2 separate regions of the Mus musculus genome follow, and region 1 is linked to region 2. A link is a contact called in public HiChIP or PLAC-seq data. All regions are on one chromosome and are shown on one strand. The core of a region is the stretch at or near the end of the contact, and the rest is flanking DNA. Distances in the headings are between cores, read along the strand shown. Region 1 overlaps Phactr2 (phosphatase and actin regulator 2). Region 2 has its middle 13 kb from the start of Gm40602.

What was found. HiChIP or PLAC-seq counts read pairs in DNA pulled down with a chosen protein or histone mark.
Region 1: an H3K27ac HiChIP or PLAC-seq map of regulatory T cells shows a contact between it and region 2, with 5 times the contacts expected there. The contact joins two enhancer-like sites. A contact is called at or near these places in 9 of 39 promoter capture datasets (the 3T3-L1 cell line, the SN4741 cell line, cranial neural crest and 4 more), 1 of 15 datasets of contacts at CTCF or cohesin (the NIH/3T3 cell line), 1 of 484 Hi-C or Micro-C datasets (bone marrow-derived macrophages), 10 of 115 datasets of contacts at active chromatin or transcription factors (bone marrow-derived macrophages, craniofacial prominence, embryonic forebrain and 5 more) and 1 of 9 other capture datasets (pancreatic islet).

Annotation. Positions count from the first base shown.
Region 1 is chr10:13,463,899-13,468,568 of GRCm38.p6, reverse strand. All of the region lies in intron 1 of Phactr2 (phosphatase and actin regulator 2), which reads left to right. Among named protein-coding and RNA genes, the nearest start is that of Phactr2, 8.2 kb to the left of the region's middle. Within about 2 kb of position 1,513, at least 26 of the 459 cell types and tissues checked have an H3K27ac peak or open chromatin away from gene starts, as enhancers often do. A contact at or near this core is called in regulatory T cells, where this site is marked.
Region 2 is chr10:13,044,831-13,049,619 of GRCm38.p6, reverse strand. No RefSeq gene overlaps it. Among named protein-coding and RNA genes, the nearest start is that of Gm40602, 13 kb to the left of the region's middle. Within about 2 kb of position 1,634, at least 5 of the 459 cell types and tissues checked have an H3K27ac peak or open chromatin away from gene starts, as enhancers often do. A contact at or near this core is called in regulatory T cells, where this site is marked.

The DNA of each region.
Region 1 (4,670 bases), core at 264-2,763, 420 kb before region 2:
TGTGTGAGTGTGTGTGTATGTGTGTATGTGTGTGTGTGTCTGTGTGTGTCTGTGTGTGTGTGTGTGTGTGTGTGTAGGTGTGTTTGGGTGCATGTGCACTATAGTTTTGATTCTCAGATTTCTAACGTGAAAAAGAACCAAGCAGATGAGTTCATTTTCTTTTTCAAGAGCTGCTCATAAGCTCCCTAGAGCTTCCAGGGAAGGGGCCTATTGCACAAGGCTCACTGAGCCACAGCCACAGGAGACAGTTTGTAGAGAGGAAGTAATGACTCTCTGTCCCACCTGAGGCCAGTACAGATGAAATCCCAGACCCGGGGACTCTGCAGAATCATGGGAATGCTCTGCTAGTACCAGATCCAAGAGTGTGGCGAAGGAGGGTGAGAAGGCAGCAAACTGTGACTGATGCAGTCCTGAGCTGGCTGCACACACCACCAGGCTTCACCTTCACAGCGACCTTCCCTTTCGAGATAGGGAAAATGGTTTTTAAAAGGTGGAGGCGGACAGCCATTGGGTGTCAGGGAAATCCTGGACCCAGAACCACATCTTCCTGACTTCAGAGTACACACGCCAGGTCTCAGTGTGCTGGAGCACCCACTGTCCCCTCATAGAAAGAGCTCAGGGAACCCCACCACCTCCACCAAAAAGGAGAAAGCTACATCATATTTTAAAACTCAAATACACCATTGTGAGGAAGAGCATCAGGATGAACAACTCTTCTGGATTAACTTCAGGGCTCAGGGAATGGAAGATCCAGGTTTACATGCCTGTCTGTGTAAAAGCTGGACACATACTGAGAACCAGTGTGCTCTCGTGTCCTACTGCGAGTGGAGTGGTGGAAACAGGAGAAAGCCCACAAGTGTGCAGGCCAGCTAGCCTGGCCTATGCAATGGAATTCACCAAAACTCTCACAAACACAGGAGGAGGAGAGCACCAGCCCCTGAGACTGCTCTCTTATCTCCACATGTGCACAACAGCACATGTACACTCATGTCTACACACATGAACACACATATGAATACACACATGCACGCAAGAAGACACACACATGAATGCTCTTGCTCAAACACACATGCACACACACACATGTGTACACCCACCTACACAAGAATTCTCTCTCTCTCTCTCTCTCGCTCTCTCTCTCTCTCTCTCACACACACACACACACACACAACACACACACACCCCAATCAGAAGTTTTTCTGCCAAAATAAAATTCTTTCAAGTCCTTAGCTTAGTGGCTGCCCACTCTAAGGCACATCTAACAGGTCAAGTTTTAGCAACATTCCAAGCCAGTAGTACTAGTCAGAAATCACTAATTAGTCACCCTTTTAATCGAAAACTACCCAGGCTTGGAGTTATGAGCACAACTCGTATGTAAGGACCATAGTGCATCTCAAAGTTCAAGTGTACTTTCAGATACAATGAAACTCGGGAGAGAAGAAAACAGCACAAAACTGGGAGGCAGCCTCAGTGCGTGAGTCATCGCCTTTGATCACAGTAGCTGAAAGCTGCACAAAGCAGTAGGCTGTACTGACTTGCCTTAGAAAAGTGTCTTAGCTTACTTTGTGACCAACCAGCTAACTCTTGACATTTATGAACCTTACCTTGCAAGTTTTTTGGTGCCTCTGTGAGGTCTTGGAGAGAAAAATAACGAAAGAAAATAACTTATGTCTCCTAACAGGAAGACTCTTAAGACTTATGATAATTGCATCTTATGAGAAAGGTCATCTCAGTGACTCTATCTATCTTATTTTTGAGATCAATGTGTCCTTTTAGGTCTCTGGACTGTGGTTCAAGAATGTCAAAGGCACAGGTAGGACTTTGCTTTGGATCAGCAGCTCTTATATCTGAAGTATAAGTGTGTCTGTCTGTCTGTCTGTCACACACACACACACACACACACACACACACACACACACACAGAGTTATATGTGATATGTAATTTATTGTTGTGACCCAAGTGAATGTCTCTGATTTTCTCCAGTGTTCACATGTAGTCTTACCTACCTGATTGTTGGCTTGTCTTCCTGTAGATGTGTAACGTCCCTTGAAGCGGCCTAAACATCAATAATTAAGGTATTACAAGCTCTTCTTCCTCAACCTACCAGACACCATAGATTCTAAACTTCTACTCCAGAAGCCTTGGTGGACAGAAAGGCATGGTGATGATGACAGAGAATTCATCCAGATTTAATAAGCAAATTCCTCTTCACAGTTGGTATATCAGAGGAGTGCGTGCTTATTCCAGTCATAATATTACTGGTCACAACAGACTTTGACTTCCAATACTTCCCAGCATGGTGCTTTGCTTAAGAATATTTATGATCAATTGTGACCTCTCACTTTTGTGTGTGTGTGTCTGTCTGTCTGTGTTTTTTAATGTATGTATGTGTGCAGGCACATGTATACATGTGTGTACGTGCATGTGAATGACAGAGGTCAGTCGAGCATTGTTTCTCTAGTGTCATCTACCTTATTATTATTAAATATTGCTTTTAAATTTCTTTAAATATAAATAGTGTGTGTGTGTGTGTGTGTGTGCGCGCGCGTGCGCGCGCGCGCAGGTCATGGAACCTGTGTAGAGGTCATATGACAACTTTGAGGGATTGGTTCTCTTCTTCAGCAATGTGGGTCTTTGGAATTGAACTCAGCACATCCATTTTGGCAGCAAGTGCCTTTACCTTCAGAGCCATCTCAATGACCCCTTCCATCTTATTTTTAAGATAGCCTCTCCTTGGCTTGGACCTCTTCCATTAAGCCAGACTGGCTGGCCAATGAGCCTCAGAGAGCCATCCATCTCTACCTACCTCAATGCTGAGATTACAATGGCATGCTACCACACCCAATGTGGTGGTTTGAATAAAAATAGCCCCCATAGATCCATAGGAAGTGGCACTATTAGGAGGTGTGGCTTCATTGGAGTAGGTGTGCCTTTGTTGGAGGAGTGCATCATGAGGGGGTGGGCTTTGGGGTCTTAAACCAGGCCTAGTGGGTCAATTCACTTCCTGCTGTCTGTCAGTCTGGATTTAGAACTCTCGACACCTTCTCCAGAACCATACCGACTTCTATGCCACCATGCTTCACACCATGATAATAATGGACTAAACCGCTGAACTATAAGTCAGCCCCAAATAAATCTTTTCCTTTTTAAGAGTGTTTGTAGTTATGGTGTCTCTTCACAGCAATAACATCCTAATTAAGATATCCAACTTTTTTTGTAATGTGAATTCTGAATATAGAACTCAGGTCCTGTGCTTGCAAGCCAGACACAGTTTCAAGTACCAATTGAACTATCACCCCAGCCCTGTGATGGCTGTTTTTGTTCCCTTATGGAGGCTATAATTCAGTATAGGTCTTCAGAGCTCACTTTGCAAGTCCCAGATTCCTACCATAAAGTAAGAGTTGAGGCACTGCAAAAAGGGCAAGGTTTATGGCCATATGGTGAGAATAGATTCCTATGTCCTTGCAGGAGGTTTCATGGTAATAAGAGTTATTTGGACAGCTACTCAGTGGGCGAGCAGGTCCAATACAGAGGTGCGTGTTAGTTTAAGGCCTAAAGGAAGGAGTTGAAATGGAGGGTAATCTCTTACCCTATTGTCTTATATTTCTGGAGATCTGTCTATCTATCTATCTATCTATCTATCTATCTATCTATCTATCTATCTATCTATCTATCTATCTATCATATATCTATCTATCATATATCTATCTATCTATCTATCTATCTATCTATCTAGTGCATATGAACTGCTATAATAAAAATGCCATAGACTATTAAAACAACACAGATTTATTTCTCACAGATTTGAAGGCCAGGAATTTTTATTCCAGCAGTCTGGGTGTGACTTGGATGTCAGTTCTTTTGATAGCAAGCTATCTGCCAACAACTAAGCCAAAGTGTTTATCGTATGTATATAGGAACAGGTAAAAACTTGATTCTCAAATGTTCTAAACTGAAAAATATAATCAAGTAGATGTTTGTATGGCTTTTTCATGAGCTGCACATGAGCTCCCTAGAGCTTCCAGGGAAGGGGCCTATTGCACAAGGCTCACTGAGCCACAGCCACAGGAGACAGTTTGTAGAGAGGAAGTAATGACTCTCTGTCCCACCTGAGACCAGTACAGATGAAATCCCAGACCCGGGGACTCTGCAGAATCATGGGAATGCTCTGCTAGTACCAGATCCAAGAGTGTGGCGAAGGAGGGTGAGTAGGCAGCAAACTGTGACTGATGCAGTCCTGAGCTGGCTGCACACACCACCAGGCTTCACCTTGACAGCAACCCCTTTCAACGTAAGGAACCTAGTTTTTAAAAATTGAATTGGGAGCTGGGCAGTAGTGGTTCATGCCTTTAATTTCAGCCTCCAGGAGGCAGAGGCAGAGGCGGAGGAGGAGGCGGAGGAAGTGGCAGATTTCTGTAAGTTCAGGGCAGTCTGGTCTACAGTGAGTCCCACGACAGTCAGGGATACAGAGAAACCCTGTTTCAAAACAAGCAAGCAAGCAAGCAAACAAACAAAAACTGAATTCAGGATGCTCAAGTCCTTTGGGTGGCAGGGAAGTAACTGTACCTGACTTCAGAGTCCACACTTTTTGCTCGTGTGCATCTGAGTACATATCCGTCACCCATCATAGAAGCAGCTCATGGACACCACCCCAAAATGGAGACAATGT
Region 2 (4,789 bases), core at 385-2,884:
ACCAACCTAGCTCATGTCTTGAGTCAAGGTCTCTCACTGATTCTGCTAGGCTGGCTGACCAGGAAGTCTTAGTCACCTTCTTGTCTCCTGCACTAGGAGCACAGGCATGTGCCACCAAGGTTGCCTGTTTATACATGGATGCTGGAGATCATGCTTGCTCCTCATTCTTGCAAGTCAAGTATTTCTCCCAATGAGGCCATATCCCAAACACCTGTTAGTGAATCATGGGTGAAACCACAGAGCATAGCCTGGCATGGCAAGCTGCTCCTAAGATGGCTTGTGTTCCTTGGCTAGGGCTGTCAGAACAAAGGCCAACCTTTTTTATTATTACTATTATTATTATTTTTTATGTGTATGTTTTCACCTGTATGTATATATGTGCACCATGTGCATGCCTGATTCCCATAGAGGTCGGAGGAAGACATTAGATCTCCTGGAACTGGGATTACAGATGGTTGTGAAGCACCACGTGGATACAGAGAATTGAACTTGGGTCTTCTGCAAGGACAGCTGAGCTGTCTCTCCAGCCCCACAGATACTCTCTTACACACCAGGAGTCTATTATCCCTGATGTGGGTGAAAGTTGAGCTTTCAAGGGCACAGGAGAGCTGGCTCCATCCCAGAATCTGCTCCGTACCTGACTTTCAGTTCCTGAGGAGTGGCTGGCAATCTTAGGGATTCCTTGACTTTTCACCCCAGGGTCTGGCTTCCTGCTCACATGACATTCTTCCTGTGTGAATGTCTGACTCTGGACAAATTTCCCGTTTTTATAAATACACCAGTCATATTGGATTGGGGCCCATCCTTCTGACCTCAATTTGAATTTGGTTACCCCTGTAAAGTCCCTGCTTCTAAATGAGGTTATACACGGAGGGTGGGTATGCAATTCAGACTGCAGAACTATTTTCTATGGTGAATGTTTCTGCTGCTTTGTTTCTTTCTGTTATTTTTACTTCTATTTCCCTCAACTTAGATGCCGTGGCTTCATTCACCAATGGCACAGAGCATACTTCTCCATTCCCTCCCATTTACGCCTTTTCTCTGTCCTTTCTTTTATATCCCTAGTCCATCCAGTTCTATGCAATATGCACACTGATGCAGGGTCAAACTTGTAACAGCAAACCTTTGAACAGGAAAGCTCTGCGTGGAAATGCTCGTCCTCCTCAGTGTTTTGAGTCTGGGCGCCTTCCCTTGGCATTAGGCTCTCTTTCAGTGTGACTTCAGGTGGAGCTCCTTGAGGATGCCTCTACTTTTGACTGGCTTTCCTCTTCAATGCCTGTTTCTCATTCTCTCTTCTCCTTTCCCCCCTTTCCCCACCTTGATTACCCAAGTGACATCCCAATGTCCTTTAAATACCCTAGGATCCACTTCTTTTCAAAGAGCTTCTAGGTTACACTGCAGTTATCACCACCTCTTCCAAAATCATAAACCTTCATTTCTCCTTTGTGGTGCTACTGATCCACCCCAGGATTTTGTAAGTGCTGGGTAAGCATTCTGTTGCTGAGCCACATCCCCAGCCGCCCTCCTCCTCCTCCTCCTCCTCCTCCTCCTCCTCTCCCCACGCCCCAAACCTTTCAGCCCTTACAGCAAACAGGTACTTCAGTTCATCTAATCTAAAATGTCACTAGATGAGAGGATGTGCCGCTAGTTTGTTTATCACCGTTACCAGGGAAACCAATGTTTGTCTCCTTTTGGGCTTTTAGTCTCATTAATAAAAGAAATTTTAAATGGAGTCAGAAGGAAGCTTGAGGACAATTTTATTAAATTTTGAGAGAAAAACAACTTGACAGGCAAGCTGGAAATTCCCCAGCTGTCAAGAGGAGGGAGATGGGGGAAAATAATACCTTTAGAGTTAGGCACGGCTGTCAGAGAAACAGTGAGAAAGCTCCAAATGCCAGGGGACATTATGAGGACAAACATGATCAGCTTCAGGGCTGAGTTCAGAAGGTACCCCATCCCAAACTCTGTGTCCCAGGATAAAAGAGAACACCAGGGACACGGAATACAAACACTGTTTGGTTTTAAAGAAAAAACACTCCCAAGAATAGAGTGGCCAGTGAGCTGAGGAAACAACCCCAACTGGACTGGACCAGGAGATGTGTAGCCCTGTATGTGTCCGTGATGTGACGCCACATCACTTGTTTGCATCGCCCGGGGTTTTCTTGGGCATGCGCTGTACCTTAGATAAATGGCATCCAGTCTTTTCCAGGATTTACTTCCTTGCACTGCCAGGCAGGTTCTGCTCTGTCCTTCCTGGCTTCTCCAGGATCTCCACTTCTCTGAACTATTTGGCATCACCCCCAGGTTTCCGGAATCCTCAGGGGATCTTGCTTCCCCACACTACCAAGTAGGTCCTGTTCCTTCCCACGTGTATGCCTCCTGATCTCACATGTGGATTTTCTGAGGTCTCATACCTCCAACATCTAATTGAGTAGACTGACTCCAGGCATGGAGAGCCACACCACAGAGCTGCAGAGGAGAGGACTAGCCATGCATGTATGAAACTTGGATAGTGACTATAGGTAAGACAGTAGTGGACTCTCCACAGCAGATCAGTGGTGGAACCTGTAGCCTTGAACACCAGTCCTGTGGAGAAAAACAATGTCTCAACCCTCTTCCAACTTAGTCCTTTTCTGTATATTTTACTACCTCTGCTGAAAGGAGAAAGATGATTCAACAAAAAGAAATACCCCAGTAATAAAGTTCTTCAGATGTGTAGTCCCAGTGCAGAAACAAAAGTAACATGACTAAACACAACAACAATGCCTGCACTAGTCCTGCACTAGAAATGGCTCCCACTGAGAAAGGCCTGGGAGACAAATAGTTCAAAGGAATCACTGTATGTTTAAAGGACTCAGAGAAGGTATGATGATACCTCAAGAGAATAAAAATAAAGAGCTGAATGAATGAAGAAACCAATCCAAGATTTAAAACAACAACAACAAACCAAAAAACAAAAAACAAACAAACAAACAAAAAAAACAGAACTCAATAAAGAGATAGAATTACTGTCATAGTTTGACTCTGCTTGGCCCAGGAGTAGCACTATTAGGTGTGGCCTTCTTAGAGGAAGTGTGTCACTATAGGTATGGGCTTTGAGGTCCTATGCTCAAGTTCTGCCCAGTACAGAAGAAAGAGTCTTCTTCTAGCTGCCTTCAGGTCAAGATGTAGAACTCTTGGCTCTTCCAGTTTCATGTCTGTCTGGATGCTGCCATGCTTCTCACCATAATGATAATGGACTGAACCTATGAAAACTGTAAGCCAGCCCAAATTAAATATTTTCCTTTATAAGAGTAACCTTTGTCACGGTGTCTCTTCATAGCAATAAAACCCTAAGACACATACCCACACAGAAATGGTAGAAACAAAAACTCAATAATCCAAATTATAATCGCAGTGGAAAGCTTCGGCAAAAGAATGTATCCTAGGAAAAAGAGAGTCAGCACCGGGAGATGAAGTACAAGGGTAAGATGATGCAGGGCAGGTCAATGAGAAGCATTTTAAAAGCTAAACGGAATGGAACATGGGAGAGTTCTAGAATACCATGAAAGCAGTTAACCTATGATATTATGGGCAGAGAAGAAGACTACTATACCAAAAGCATGAAGTATGATAGAGCCCCTCAATCATAAACATAGGAATCCTATCTGTTCTGGATGGGTCTGTGTCAACTTGACACAAACTAAAATCATCTTAGAGGAAGAACCTCAACTGAGAAAATACCTCTGTATATTTAGGGTATAGATAGGCCTATAAGGCATTTTCTGTTATTGATGGGGAAGGGCCCATCTCATTGTGGGTAGAGTCACCCCTGGACTAGTGGCCCTGGGTTATATAAGAAAGCAGGGTGAACAAGCCAGTAATCAGCATTTCTCCATGGGCTCTGCATCAGCTGCCGTCTCTATGTAACTGCCCTTTTTGAGTTCCTGTCCTGACTTCTTCAGTGATGAAGTATAAGCCAAATAAACCCTTTCCTCCTCAACTTGATTTTGGTCATGGTGTTTCATTATCACAGCAAATAGAAGCCCTAACTGGATACTTACTATAAGGTTACATGTGACCTTGATCAGCCATTATTGGTCAGCCCAGAAAGGAACGTCTTTAGAGACAGTACACTATCTCCCTTGGGAATCAATCTCCTTCCTGAGAAGGAGAGACCAGTGTGCTATGGCTGTGTAACAGAATTTTTCCCTAATTAATTGATTGGATAATAAAGATGACAAGAAGCCAATCTCTGGGCAAGGAGAAGGCGGGCCTTCCAGTCTGAGAGTGGAAGAGGGAAAACAGGAAGAAGACACTCACTCCCTTTTGGACAGCGTGGTGGGAGCAAACGCAGGCAAAATGTAGACCAGGGACTGTTAGATCCAGTGGTGGAATTGCCACCGGAAATTTTCTAACATAGATTAGTTGGTGCGTTTAGGATAATAGATTCTGCACCCAGTGGTGGTGTTATCTGTTATTCTAAACTAAGATTATCTGGTGTTTTCCATTTCGAAGCAACTCAACTGAACTCCGGGGTAAAGGTAACCAGATCGAAGCATGGGTTGGCGAGAGTGTGGAGTGTGCCTCCCCCCAGATAGCCTTAGAAAATTGGGAGTGCGGAATGGTTTGGCAGCAGCTAGCCACGGGAACCAAGAGTGATCTCAGAGCTCTGGAGAGGCATAGCCAGCGTTGGTGGGAGAGGTGTTGGCAAGGGGAAACATGCAGTCACGGGCTATGTGCCAGGCTGGGAACAGACAGAGACTGCCAGCCGGTGCCTAGCCGGCAATAGCATGGATTGTTTTTTAAT